Regions from separate parts of the Sus scrofa genome. Here regions 1, 2 and 4 are each linked to region 3. Evidence: chromatin contacts called from public HiChIP or PLAC-seq data. All regions are on one chromosome and are shown on one strand. Each heading gives the region's core, a stretch centred on a gene start, on an enhancer-like site or on the middle of the called end of the contact. The rest is flanking DNA. Distances are from core to core; before and after follow the strand shown.

Region 1 (2,700 bases), core at 79-2,578, 370 kb before region 3:
AGATGTTAGCCCCTGTAAATTTTCCTAATCGTTGTAAAGTTAACACAAGGAAACAAAAAGCTGATTCACTTTCAGTGATTATAAATCAACAAAGGAACAACTGTCCAGGATTTCTGAATATGAGATAGATGCAACACTTGCAAAGCCTCCAACCAAGCGTCCAACGCTAGACACCAATGATGCTGAAGGGTTACGGCTTGTTTTTGAGCTACAGAGCAGGACATAAATCTGGCCATGTACGTTTCAGAGGCTCAACCAAACGACATCAATCAGGCAACTCAGCAACACTTGGGCAAGAACAAGGGAACAGCAACAACTACAACATTTAGAGAAAAAAAAAAGTAACTTTCTGGGAACTGCCAGTGTTGGTATACCTTCAATGGTAAGCCTCACTTCCCAAGTGCCAAGGCCATACTGACTCCTGTGTTCCTAGCTGATTTTTTTTTTTTTTTTTGAAACCTTGAAGGAATATATTCCTGACTGGTTTAATGTTCTTCATTACATCAAGCTACAAAACTAAGAAAATCATTTTCTCTGGAGCACCTTCCCAGAGTTATCTGAGAAGCTGTCTTCTGGGTTTATAGTTCTCAGTTTGGCTCAAAGAAAACTATTCTCTACTCGTATTGTAGAATAATTGTTATTTCCATGACAACTCTAAGAAGAAATAATGTGGCTAGGAAGTAAGGACAGTCATAATTAAATTATGCTAACATCAAAATTGTCTTAAATAGGAAACAGTAGAAATCACATTTGGCTTTTTCCTCCGTTTTCTCATCAGAAAGATGCACTCCCTGGCACTCAGGAGACAGATTCATATCTGTTTAATTAGTGTTGGACGGCCTAATGCTTTCGCAAAATCAGGGATCTAGATTATTTTTTGGTGCGGCGCTAAGCTAAGGGTGGTGTCCCTTCAACTCTACTGGCGTTCTGTGTGAACACGGACCTGAATTCACCAGCCCAAAAAACTCTAAGAGGGGCGTCCTCTGCCGTGGAGGAGGACAGGAATGCGGCTGTCCCGCGCCACCCGCTCCCTCAGGGTCCGGGAAGAAAAATCTGTGGGTAAAAAGGGGCTCCGTTGCAGGAGCGCGCCACGGCCTCCGGCGCTCAGTCTGGCAGGCTTTGTCCTCAGACCTCTAGTGCCCGAGGTACCCGCTTCTCGCCGAGGGGGAAGTGAAGGTGGCTGCAGCTACAGGGCCGGCCCGCTAGCGGAGAGTTCGGCCAGCGGTTCTGTAGCGCCACCGCTCCCAGGAGCTGGAGTGGGGGTAGGGCAGCGGCGCTCGCGCCGCGTCGAGTTTCCCAGAATTCCCAGCGGCCGCGGGGAAAGTTTACAGGACGTAGGCGGCGGCGGCGGCGGCGGCGGCAGCAGCCGTAGCGGTTACTAGGCGGCCCGCGGCGGACCATGGCCCTGGCCGGGCGTCCCTGGCCTCTCCTCTCGGAGTACTCGGGCAGCGTCGGGGAGCGGGCAGACTTCCGGGAAGGAACTGAGAAGCGACTGAGCGGCGGTCGGCGCGCGTAGCGCCCCGAACATGCGGCAGTACCTGTGGGCGACCCGGGGCTGCAGAGAGGAGGAGGAGGAGGAGGAGGAGGCGGAGGCGACGGCGGCTGCTCCGGAGGGAAGGAGGCGGCGGCGCCGACGGAGGTGGCGGCGGGGAATCCCGGCGCCGGGCGCGGAGCCTTAGGGAGGCTTCTTGGCGTGGCCTGAGGCCTTGTGGACAAGGATGCTGTCCCGAAAGAAAACCAAAAATGAAGTGTCCAAGCCGGCCGAGGTGCAGGGGAAGTACGTGAAGAAGGAGACGTCGCCTCTGCTGCGGAGTGAGTGTCGGGCGGGGCGCGCCCACACCTGGCCGGGGTGCCCACGGGGACCCGGGCAGAGTGCCTGCCGCCTCTCTCCGCGGCTTCTTTTCCTCCTTGGTATCTGTGAAATACTCGTTTTTAAAATTTTCTTGTGCTTAAAGTGGTGTTGGTTGTATGAAAGCTGATGAAGAGTAAGAAACTTATATTCGTCCACCTCCGACCCCCTCCCCCCCAAATAACCACAGACTTCTCTGTCTACTTTCGTCAGTGTTGTTGGTTTTGATTAACTGGAAGAAAGAGGCTCTTTGGGAAACACTTAAATTGCTTATCCCCTGGGCTTATAGGAATTAAAGTGATTAGACTGGGGCACACTTTTTCTTCTAGTTACGTCGAGATTTGCTGTATGTTTGCAAACATTGCGGATGTCACTAGCCCGTTCTGCAAATTGGGCGAACTCTCGGGTAGAATTCCTTAGCCCAGCTGTTGGGTGCAGACTTAAGGAGATGAAAGGTGATCATTGCTATTGTAGCCGCTACCTAAAGCCTCATCAATCGTAGATCTTAGCGAAGAGGAGCCAAAATATGTATTTGGCTGTGTTCGTGAGAATTGCTTCAAATACCAGCTCCCCCGCCGCCGAGAATCAAAAAGGCAAAGTACTCAAAATAATTTCATATTTTACAGGAAGTTACCAAAAACTTTTTTTTTTTTTAACTCTAATAGAATGCATTTTTCTCCCACCCTACCCTGGCACTTTTCTTCTCTTCACTTTAAGTATTTGATTCTAATTTTCCAGCTGAATCTATTGAATTTTTAATTTTCGTGTGTTCAGAACATCTGTGAGGTAAGGAGCTAATTTGTTGGTGCTCATTCTACAGGCTGAGCCCTTTGTGTAAGTTTTCTTCTGGG
Region 2 (2,700 bases), core at 17-2,516, 460 kb after region 3:
ACGCTGGGACTGCTATGTAGAAGGAACACTTGGTACAACAAATGGCCTTCCTCGCTAAAATTTTCTAAGCCTGAAATTTCTTCCTTAGCACTGCCTGTGTCTTTACAACTTATCAAAATTTGTAGGGTGGGTAAAAGCAGTACTTAGAAATTTATAGCATTGCGTGCCTATGTTAGAAAAAAAAGAAAGATCTAAAATCAACCATCTAAGTTTCCATCTTAGGAAATAAGAAAAAGAGGAGCGAATTAAATCCAAAATAAGCGGAAGGAAAAAAATAATGAGATGATGAAAAGAAAGAAACCAATGAAACTGAAAGCAGGAAATCAACAGAGAAAAACTGATAAAACCAAAAGCTGGTTCTTCAAATAGTGAAATCAATAAACCTCTAGCCAGGCTAAGAAGAAAAGACACAAATTACTGATATCAGAAATGAAACAGAACATCACTACATATATCATGGACATTAAAAGTATTATAAATATTATGAAGAACTCTGTGCCTGCATATTTGATAAACTAGATGCAATGGTCTGATTCCCTCAAAGACACAATCTGCCAAAATTCCTAAGAAAAAAATAGATAACCTGAATAAGCCCATATCTATTAAAGAAATTGAATCAATAATAACCTTCTAAAACAAAGCAGGAAGCCCAGATGAGTCCACTGGTAAAATTCTAACAAACATTTAAGGAAGAAACCATACCAGTTTTCTACAATCTCTTTTAGAAGACACAAGCAAAGAGAATACTTCTTACTCATTCTGAGGCCAATATTACTCTAATCCCCAAACCAGACAGATATATCACAAGAAAACAACAGACCAATATTTCTTATGAACATAGATGCAAAATCTTCAAAGTATTATCAAATCAAAAAAATTAAAAAAGAAACACTATAACCAAATGGGACTCATTCCAGGTATGCAAGGCTGATTTAGTGTTCAAAAATCAACCAGTGTAATCCATCATATCAACAAGCTAAAGAAGAAAAATCACATGATCATATTAACAGATGCAGAAAAAGCATCTATTAATGCTTTTAAGAGTTCCTGATGTGGCTCAGCAGTAATGAACCTGACTAGTATCCATGAAGACATGGGTTTCCTCCCTGGCCCTGCTCAGTGAGTTAAGGATCTGGCATTGCCATGAGCTACGGTATAGGTCACAGATGTGGCTCAGATCCTGCACTGCTGTGGTTGTGGCAGTAGACCAGCAGCTGCAGCTTTGATTCAACCCCTGGCCTGGGAACTTCCATATGCCACAGGTGCAGCCCTTAAAAAAAAAGACAAAGAAAGAAAAAGCATTTAATAACATCCAACACCTATTCATGATTAAAAAACAAACCTCTTGGCAAACTAGGAATATAGAGGAACTTCCTTAACTTCGTAAGGAACATCTACAAAAAATGTACAATTACTACTATTCTTAATGATGAGAAACTAGAGGAATAAGGAAAGGACATCCCCTCCCACCACTACCTTTCAACAGCCTACTGGATGTCTTCGCTTATGCAGTAAGACAAAAAGGGGGAAAAGGTTGGGAAGGAAGAAATCAAGTGCCTTTGTTCATAGATGGCATGATTATGTAGAAAATTATAAAAAATTACTGTAGTACATTCAGACAATAGAATATTATTCAGTGTTGAAAAGAAATAAGGCATCTTTTGAAGCCATGAAAAGACATGTAGGGAACTTAAATGCATATTACCAGTGAAATAAGCCAATCTGAAAAGGGCACATATGATATAATTCTAATTATATAACATGGAAAAGGCAAACTATGAAGACAGTAAAATATCCATGGTTGCCAAGGGTGAGGTCAGAGGGAGAAAGGACCAGGCAGAGCAAAGCAGGATTTTGAGGGCAGTGAAAATATTACGTATGATGCTATAAAGGTGGATACATATCACTATACAATTGTCTAAACCCATTAAATGTACACCACCAAGAGTGAGCCTTAATGTAAACTATGGACTTCAGGCGTGTCTAAGCTCAGGAAGCTATAATGAAATACCATGGACCTGGTGGCTTAAACAACAGACATTTCACAGTTCTGGAGGCTGGGAAGTCCGAGATCAAGGTGCTGACAGCTTTGGTTCTTAGTGAGGGCCCTCTTCTGGCTTTGCAGGTGGCTGCCTTCTCACTGCATCTCCATAGGGTGGGAAGAGAGAGCATGTGCAAGCTCTGGTCTCTTCCCTTCCTCGGAGGACACTAATCCCATCATGGGATCTTCACCCTCAAGACCTCATCTAAACCTAATTACCTTTTCAAATATCCCACCTCCAGAAAATTTCACATTGGGGGTCTTTTTGGGTTTCAACATATGAATTTTGTGGGGATACAAATATTCAGTCCATTGCATGGGTAGAAGAAATGTTCTTGCTATACCCACATGGTGGACCATACAGTAACTTCATCAAACAGGAAATTCCAACAGACTCACATTAATACAATGGAAAAAAAGGTGGGAAGGGGTATTATTTGCTTCTAAAACCGATTCTTTTCCTTTGAAATATTCTAAAGTCAAAATTTTAATTTTTTTTTTCTTTTTAGGGCCACACCCGTGGCCTATGGACGTTCCCAAGCTAGGGGTCGAATCAGAACTGAAGCTGCCGGCCACAGCCACAGCCATGGCCACGCCAGATCTGAGTCATGTCTGCGACCTAAACCATAGCTCACCACAACACAGATCCTTAACCCACT
Region 3 (2,700 bases), core at 177-2,676:
AGATCCATGGCCTGTGTCGATGTCATTTTCCTGGTTGTGATATTGTATGATCATTTTAGAAGATGTTATCACTTGACTGTTTCTTACAACTACATGGGAATCTACAATTAGCTCAAAATGAAAAATCGAACTAAAAACTATTTCTTTTTTTTTCATTTGTGATGAACGAGCAGGTAACATTCCACAATGTCTTCACAAATAAAGAAAATATGTACAACTGTCCAGGTGATAAAACCATTTAAACATAACAAAAGCCATCATTTTATTGAACACTTTTCTGTGCTAAACATCTGATAAGCCTTATATCATATAATCTGCAAAAAAAGCCCTATGAGGGAGAACTCCTAGTTCACAGAGGAGGTTCTGAGGCGAAGAGGTGAAATGACTTCCCCAAGCTACCTGATTAATAAGTGGAGCCAAATTCAGAGAGGTATCAAGCCCTTCCAGCAATAAGGCTACATCATTCTATTTTCGTTCCCTTCAGCTGTCCTGACCCTAAAGATTAAAAACTTCCATCAAGCATAGGGAGCATAGCGATAAACAGGCATAGCGATACAGAATCACGTAGTTTTACAAAGGTCTTTCAAAGATCACATAGTCCACTTCCTTCATTTTACAGATAAACAGATCTGAAGTGACCTGCACAGGTGAGTCGCTATTCTTAGCCCCGCACAGCATATTTAAAACTGTATCTCGGTCCAGGATTTAAGAAAAGGAAACAGATTGCTAAATAATTATAGAGACCAAGCCCTCTGGTTCACCAAGCCTCTTAATATTTAAAGGACCAATAAATGACTGAAAGAATGACGCGCTAGGAGGCCCATATATAGAAGTCCAGGAAACTGCAGGCTAACAGGCGTTGCCATGACAGACCCTCGGTTCGAATGAAGCTAGGGCGGGGCAGCGAGCGCCCCTACGTGGGTGGGAGACTGCGGTGCCCAGCAAAGGGCCTTGAGTGACGTGGAGAGGGGTTGAGAGGGGGTGGGGCCTCCGGTGCGGGGCGGGGCCTTGAGTGACGCGGGGCTGGGCTTCGAGAGTCGCAGACAGAGGGAGGTTGAGAAGGCGGGGCCTAGAAAAGGGAGGTTGTTGGGCCTGCCCAAACCAAAATTTTTTCCATAATCATCCCCCGACTTTCTCTCGCGGCCCCGAGTCCACTCGGCAGCGAAGTCGAGGACGCGAGAGTCGGCACGCCAGATTTTCAGTCTGCCCAGCTAGGGCAGAAGGGAAAAGGCAGAGCGTAACCACCCCCTAGTCCCGCCCCGCTCGGGGACTAGCTCCTTACTCACAGCGTCGAAGGGAGGGAGGGAGCGAGTGAGCGTCCCTGGCGTCTACGGTAGCGCCGGCCTGCCCTTCGCCCTTTGCCGCGCGCGCCCATTGGCCATTAATGGCGGCTCCCACGTGAGGCAAAGGCGCGCCTCTCATTGGCCCCTGCGCAAGAGGCGGGGCTAGACAGCACTGGGACTTGGGCAGTGCTGGGATCCAGGGCCGCTTCTGGGGCTTGAGGCAGGGTAGGAGTGGGGCACCGGTGATGGTGCCGGCGCTGCGTTACCTGGGCAGCGTCTACGGACGTGCCCGCGGGGCTTTCTCCGGAGGCTTCCTCGCTGCTGGCGCGCCCGCGCCAGGGAACCTCTGGCTGTTGTGCCAAGGTGGCCGCAGAGCCAGCACCAGGTGAGTAGCCGCTGGCCCGCCCCCGCCGCTTGCGCTGCTTCTCTCAGAAGTGCCTGGTGCTGGACCTCTGCCCTTGCTCTGTTTCCCTGTCCTAGGCGCGAGAGAAGGTCGAGATCTTGTGCAGCCCGGGCTCCAACCTCTGATCCCAGGAGCTACCTGCTGGAATCGTTCGTAGTGTCTGTGAGGAAAAGAGTAAGAAAGGCAGTGTTGAGTAGAGGTCAAGAATACTTGAGGCTTTGAATACAAATCCACCACCTCCTAGTCCACTCTGGGAGGGTTACTTAAGCTCCTTAAAGGCTCAGCTGTGAATAGGATCCTAGTCTATTGCGTAGGTGGTCGTTTGCGGGATTAAAGGACCTAGCACACTGTAAACAATCAAATAGGCTGTTTATTCGCTGGCCTCCATGGTTTTACTTGGAAGGTCTGAAACCGGTCTTAAATCAGTTCTTGGCACACACATGCTGCATAGAGTTGCCCCTGTGAGAAGCAGCTCAGTTAGTTGCTAGGCAAACCCTGCAGAATTCAGCATCCTGTGATTCGAAGTTTGGAGACTTTCTCTGCTATCTGTAGAGGGAATGGTTTATGCGAAGGTTTCAAAGCTGGAAAGTTCTTGGTTGTTGAGAGAACTAGAATGTGAGCAAGATCAGTGTGACTGGAGCTTAGAGGAACAGAGACCGTGTGGAGAGGGGCTGCACCACAGCAGGGTTTTTGTGTTAACTATGTATGAAACCTTGTTCTAAGACCGCTAGGAGTCTTTTAGAGGATTTCTAAGAAGTGATTAAATGTTGATGTTTCAAAAGTTGACTCTGGCTGCTATGTATTAGTAGATTGGAGAGGGGTTAGAGTGGAATAGGATTTAGTGATTCATCGTGTGGGTATGTAGACAGTTCTTTTAGGAACTTTTTCTTAAGAGAAGAAAAGTAAGGTGAGTGAAGTTTCATTTATACTTTTTATTTTGAGGTAATTAAAGATCCATAGGAAGTTTAAAAAGAGCAGAGAGTACTCATGTAGCCTTTTTCACCCAATTTACCC
Region 4 (2,700 bases), core at 126-2,625, 340 kb before region 3:
TGATCTCTGTGGCCTGGTGCAGAAAGACAAGATGGTATTTGAGGACTCTGATCTGAAAGCATTAGGATTTTTTTTCCCATAAGTCAAATTTAGGCCTTGTCAGTGTATTTTTTAACGTTTTAGTTATAAATATTATCCTGCAAGGTGTAAACAGAGCTTGTCAGCAGTTTGGCTTTAGTTTACTTGAAATTATGTACATATTCACAGAAATTAAGCATAGTTTGGTGTCTGAGCTAACCTACAGAAGCCTCTTTATCTGATAATATCCATATAGTATAGGAATAGGATGAGGAATCATACCAGATGGACTTTTTTTCCTTTCTCCCCTCTTCTTTCAATCATGATACCACTGACCTTGTATTGTACATAGCTCTTGTTCATATGCTGATCCTAAGTCATATATAATATATTCATATATTTCCTTAAGTCTGGAGGAATGTGTGTCTGTTAAACATTTGTCACTTCTGGAAGCTGATAAGATTGAGGAGGGTTATTCTTTCTACTTTATGTTATTGCTACTCTATAGCCATTGTAGAAAGAAATAACATAGAAAGCTTTTCCTTTTTGGGGAAAAAATAGTACTAAAATGGAATTCTTTGCTTCTTATGAGAAAAAATAACTCAAAGATTATAATCCCTTTCAACTCAGGTTCTATGAGCTAGTTATAAAACTTTAGGAAACTATCAACTTTTTTTTTTTTTTTTTTTTTTTTTTTCCCCAAATAGATCAGAACTTTCCAAAAATTGGCCGGTAAGAATAGAGAGTATGTATTTTACTGCTTAAAACAAGAGGTCTAGAGACCTGTTACCTTTTAGTTGATCCTAAATTTTTATCTCTGAAGAGGATGGAAATGGTTACTATTGTCTTGTCAACAAAAGGTGAACTGTTCTTTGAAGTAGATAATGGAGAATCAGTTACTTAATAAAAAAGAGGTTTTAGCCAAAAATTAGCGTGTTTCTTCCTTTTGTTAAACAGTTGACATCTTATTTCCTAAAAATGCCTTAATTTTGTCTTTAGCAATAATTTAGCAAAGTAATTTTTGCACATGTACCTTTAGAACAGATGTTTTAAATTTTTATTAATTTTAGTTATGCTTCTAAATTTGTTCACAGAAGCCTGTCATGTATCATATAACTGTAATTCTAGTTGAACTACAGGGTAAATTTATAAGATTTAATCATTAACAGGAAAAAGACCATTAGGGACATGTTTACTTTCCATTATTCTTCACATACACACACACACACCCAACAGCATTGTGGCACAGACCCTTATTTTATTCCTGTGACTTGGTGTTCCTGCTGTATGACTGTTGACTCATTTCTGGGTGTAGGAGGAAAGGAGTGGGTACACTGTTACATAAGACAGGCACAGGGAACTGGGGCTACACTATAATAACCAGGGCTGGGAACAGCAGCTTTTGGCTCCTGAGGGCAGCATCCACTGGAGTGTGCACATGGTTTTTTTGGTAGCATTACAGCAATTATTGTTTGAATATATATATATATGTGTTATTTATAAGTACTGTTTGGATAGAATACTGCCCTAAGAAAAAACAGCAAAAGAGGTGCTATAAGAAAAGGAAGGATATTGGAGTAGTTTACAGCCTATTTTCTGAATGATTTACCTGTGTATTTAGAGCATAGTGGCTAAAAGGTAAACTGAAGCAGATCATTTGGCTTGTGAAGAAGAATGGGAATTACATACTTTTCTAAAAAAATAAAAGCAAGCATAGGCAGAAGGGAAGTAACTGCATAGAAACAGCAGGGACAAGAATTTGGAATGGAAATTGGCACATTGCATACTTTGCTCATTTATGCTTTTCCTTAAAGTGCTTTTTCTTCTTCCCAAAGTATTTTCACTAATTATCCTGATTTTGTTGCTTCTACTCAGAATCCTATTCTTGATGCTAAATGCTGTGATTGGGAATAAGCACGGTATTTACCAAGATTACCCTATTAATTCTCTCTTTTTTTTTTTTTCTCCCTTGCTAGAAAGTACATAGGCAATAAATGAGCTTTAACATTTTTAGAGTTCACCTGGCATAAATTTAAGCATCTTGAATCTGTGGACACTGCTGAAATGCTCCTTAGTTAATGTAGTTCAGACTTAGAAAGATGAAGGTTTTTGTTAGGAATTATGAATTTGTTTCAAACAAATAAGTGAAATCTTAAGGTACATGAATGGCAGAAGTTCTAGGAAACATCTTAAAACTTTTTTCACAGGGGCTCATTGAGTATTTCTCATGCTAGTTCTCCAATTTATGTCCGCAAGTAGTTGGAGTTTCTCACTAAAGAGATATTTCTATTAGTAAATTTTCAGTGCTCATTAAGTAATTAGTAAATTTGGTATCCAACAAAATGTTTACTTTTTGATCTTGTGTTTTGTGCTTCTGGTATTCCTAGTACACATACCCAAGTTGTACAGAGAGGTATGGCAGCACGCCAAGCTCTGTATTTGTTTACTTTGTCCATTTTTAAAAAATGTTAGATGTTCCTTTGGGAATAAGATGGTAAATGAGTTCCCCATCAGAGGATCATCAATCAGGTAGGAAATCTTGTCAATAATTACTAAGAATAAATTTATTAGAATTTACAATTGAAGGTCTTCCTGTTATGTCCATTCTGCAATATGATTTGAGAAGTATAACTTTAATATTATATAAATATATGCCTTGCTGTAGGTCAAGTTCTTTCTCTA

Evidence for each region. HiChIP or PLAC-seq counts read pairs in DNA pulled down with a chosen protein or histone mark.
Region 1: a contact with region 3 is called in an H3K27ac HiChIP or PLAC-seq map of skeletal muscle. The contact joins the promoter of SAV1 here to the promoter of L2HGDH in region 3. A contact is called at or near these places in 3 of 5 promoter capture datasets (fetal liver, fetal skeletal muscle and liver), 4 of 47 Hi-C or Micro-C datasets (embryonic fibroblasts, heart right ventricle, mesenteric adipose tissue and 1 more) and 2 of 2 datasets of contacts at active chromatin or transcription factors (alveolar macrophages and skeletal muscle).
Region 2: an H3K27ac HiChIP or PLAC-seq map of alveolar macrophages shows a contact between it and region 3. The contact joins the promoter of KLHDC2 here to the promoter of L2HGDH in region 3. A contact is called at or near these places in 2 of 47 Hi-C or Micro-C datasets (liver and skeletal muscle) and 1 of 2 datasets of contacts at active chromatin or transcription factors (alveolar macrophages).
Region 4: an H3K27ac HiChIP or PLAC-seq map of skeletal muscle shows a contact between it and region 3, with 2.9 times the contacts expected there. The contact joins the enhancer-like site here to the promoter of L2HGDH in region 3. A contact is called at or near these places in 2 of 47 Hi-C or Micro-C datasets (embryonic fibroblasts and fetal heart ventricle) and 2 of 2 datasets of contacts at active chromatin or transcription factors (alveolar macrophages and skeletal muscle).

The regions. Positions count from the first base shown.
Region 1 is chr1:180,433,086-180,435,785 of Sscrofa11.1, reverse strand. SAV1 (protein salvador homolog 1) reads left to right here and starts at 1,328. Exons shown (of 5, transcript XM_001927720.7): 1 at 1,328-1,812. The coding sequence starts at 1,719.
Region 2 is chr1:179,607,592-179,610,291 of Sscrofa11.1, reverse strand. It overlaps KLHDC2 (kelch domain-containing protein 2), which reads right to left and starts at 1,266. Exons shown (of 13, transcript XM_001925208.7): 1 at 1-1,266.
Region 3 is chr1:180,067,894-180,070,593 of Sscrofa11.1, reverse strand. L2HGDH (L-2-hydroxyglutarate dehydrogenase, mitochondrial) reads left to right here and starts at 1,426. Exons shown (of 10, transcript XM_001926818.5): 1 at 1,426-1,668. The coding sequence starts at 1,529. ATP5S (ATP synthase subunit s, mitochondrial) reads right to left here and starts at 1,437. Exons shown (of 5, transcript XM_013993389.2): 1 at 1,287-1,437. The coding sequence starts at 1,422.
Region 4 is chr1:180,408,711-180,411,410 of Sscrofa11.1, reverse strand. All of the region lies in intron 4 of SAV1 (protein salvador homolog 1), which reads left to right. Among named protein-coding and RNA genes, the nearest start is that of SAV1, 24 kb to the left of the region's middle. Within about 2 kb of position 1,375, at least 4 of the 83 cell types and tissues checked have an H3K27ac peak or open chromatin away from gene starts, as enhancers often do. A contact at or near this core is called in alveolar macrophages and skeletal muscle, where this site is marked.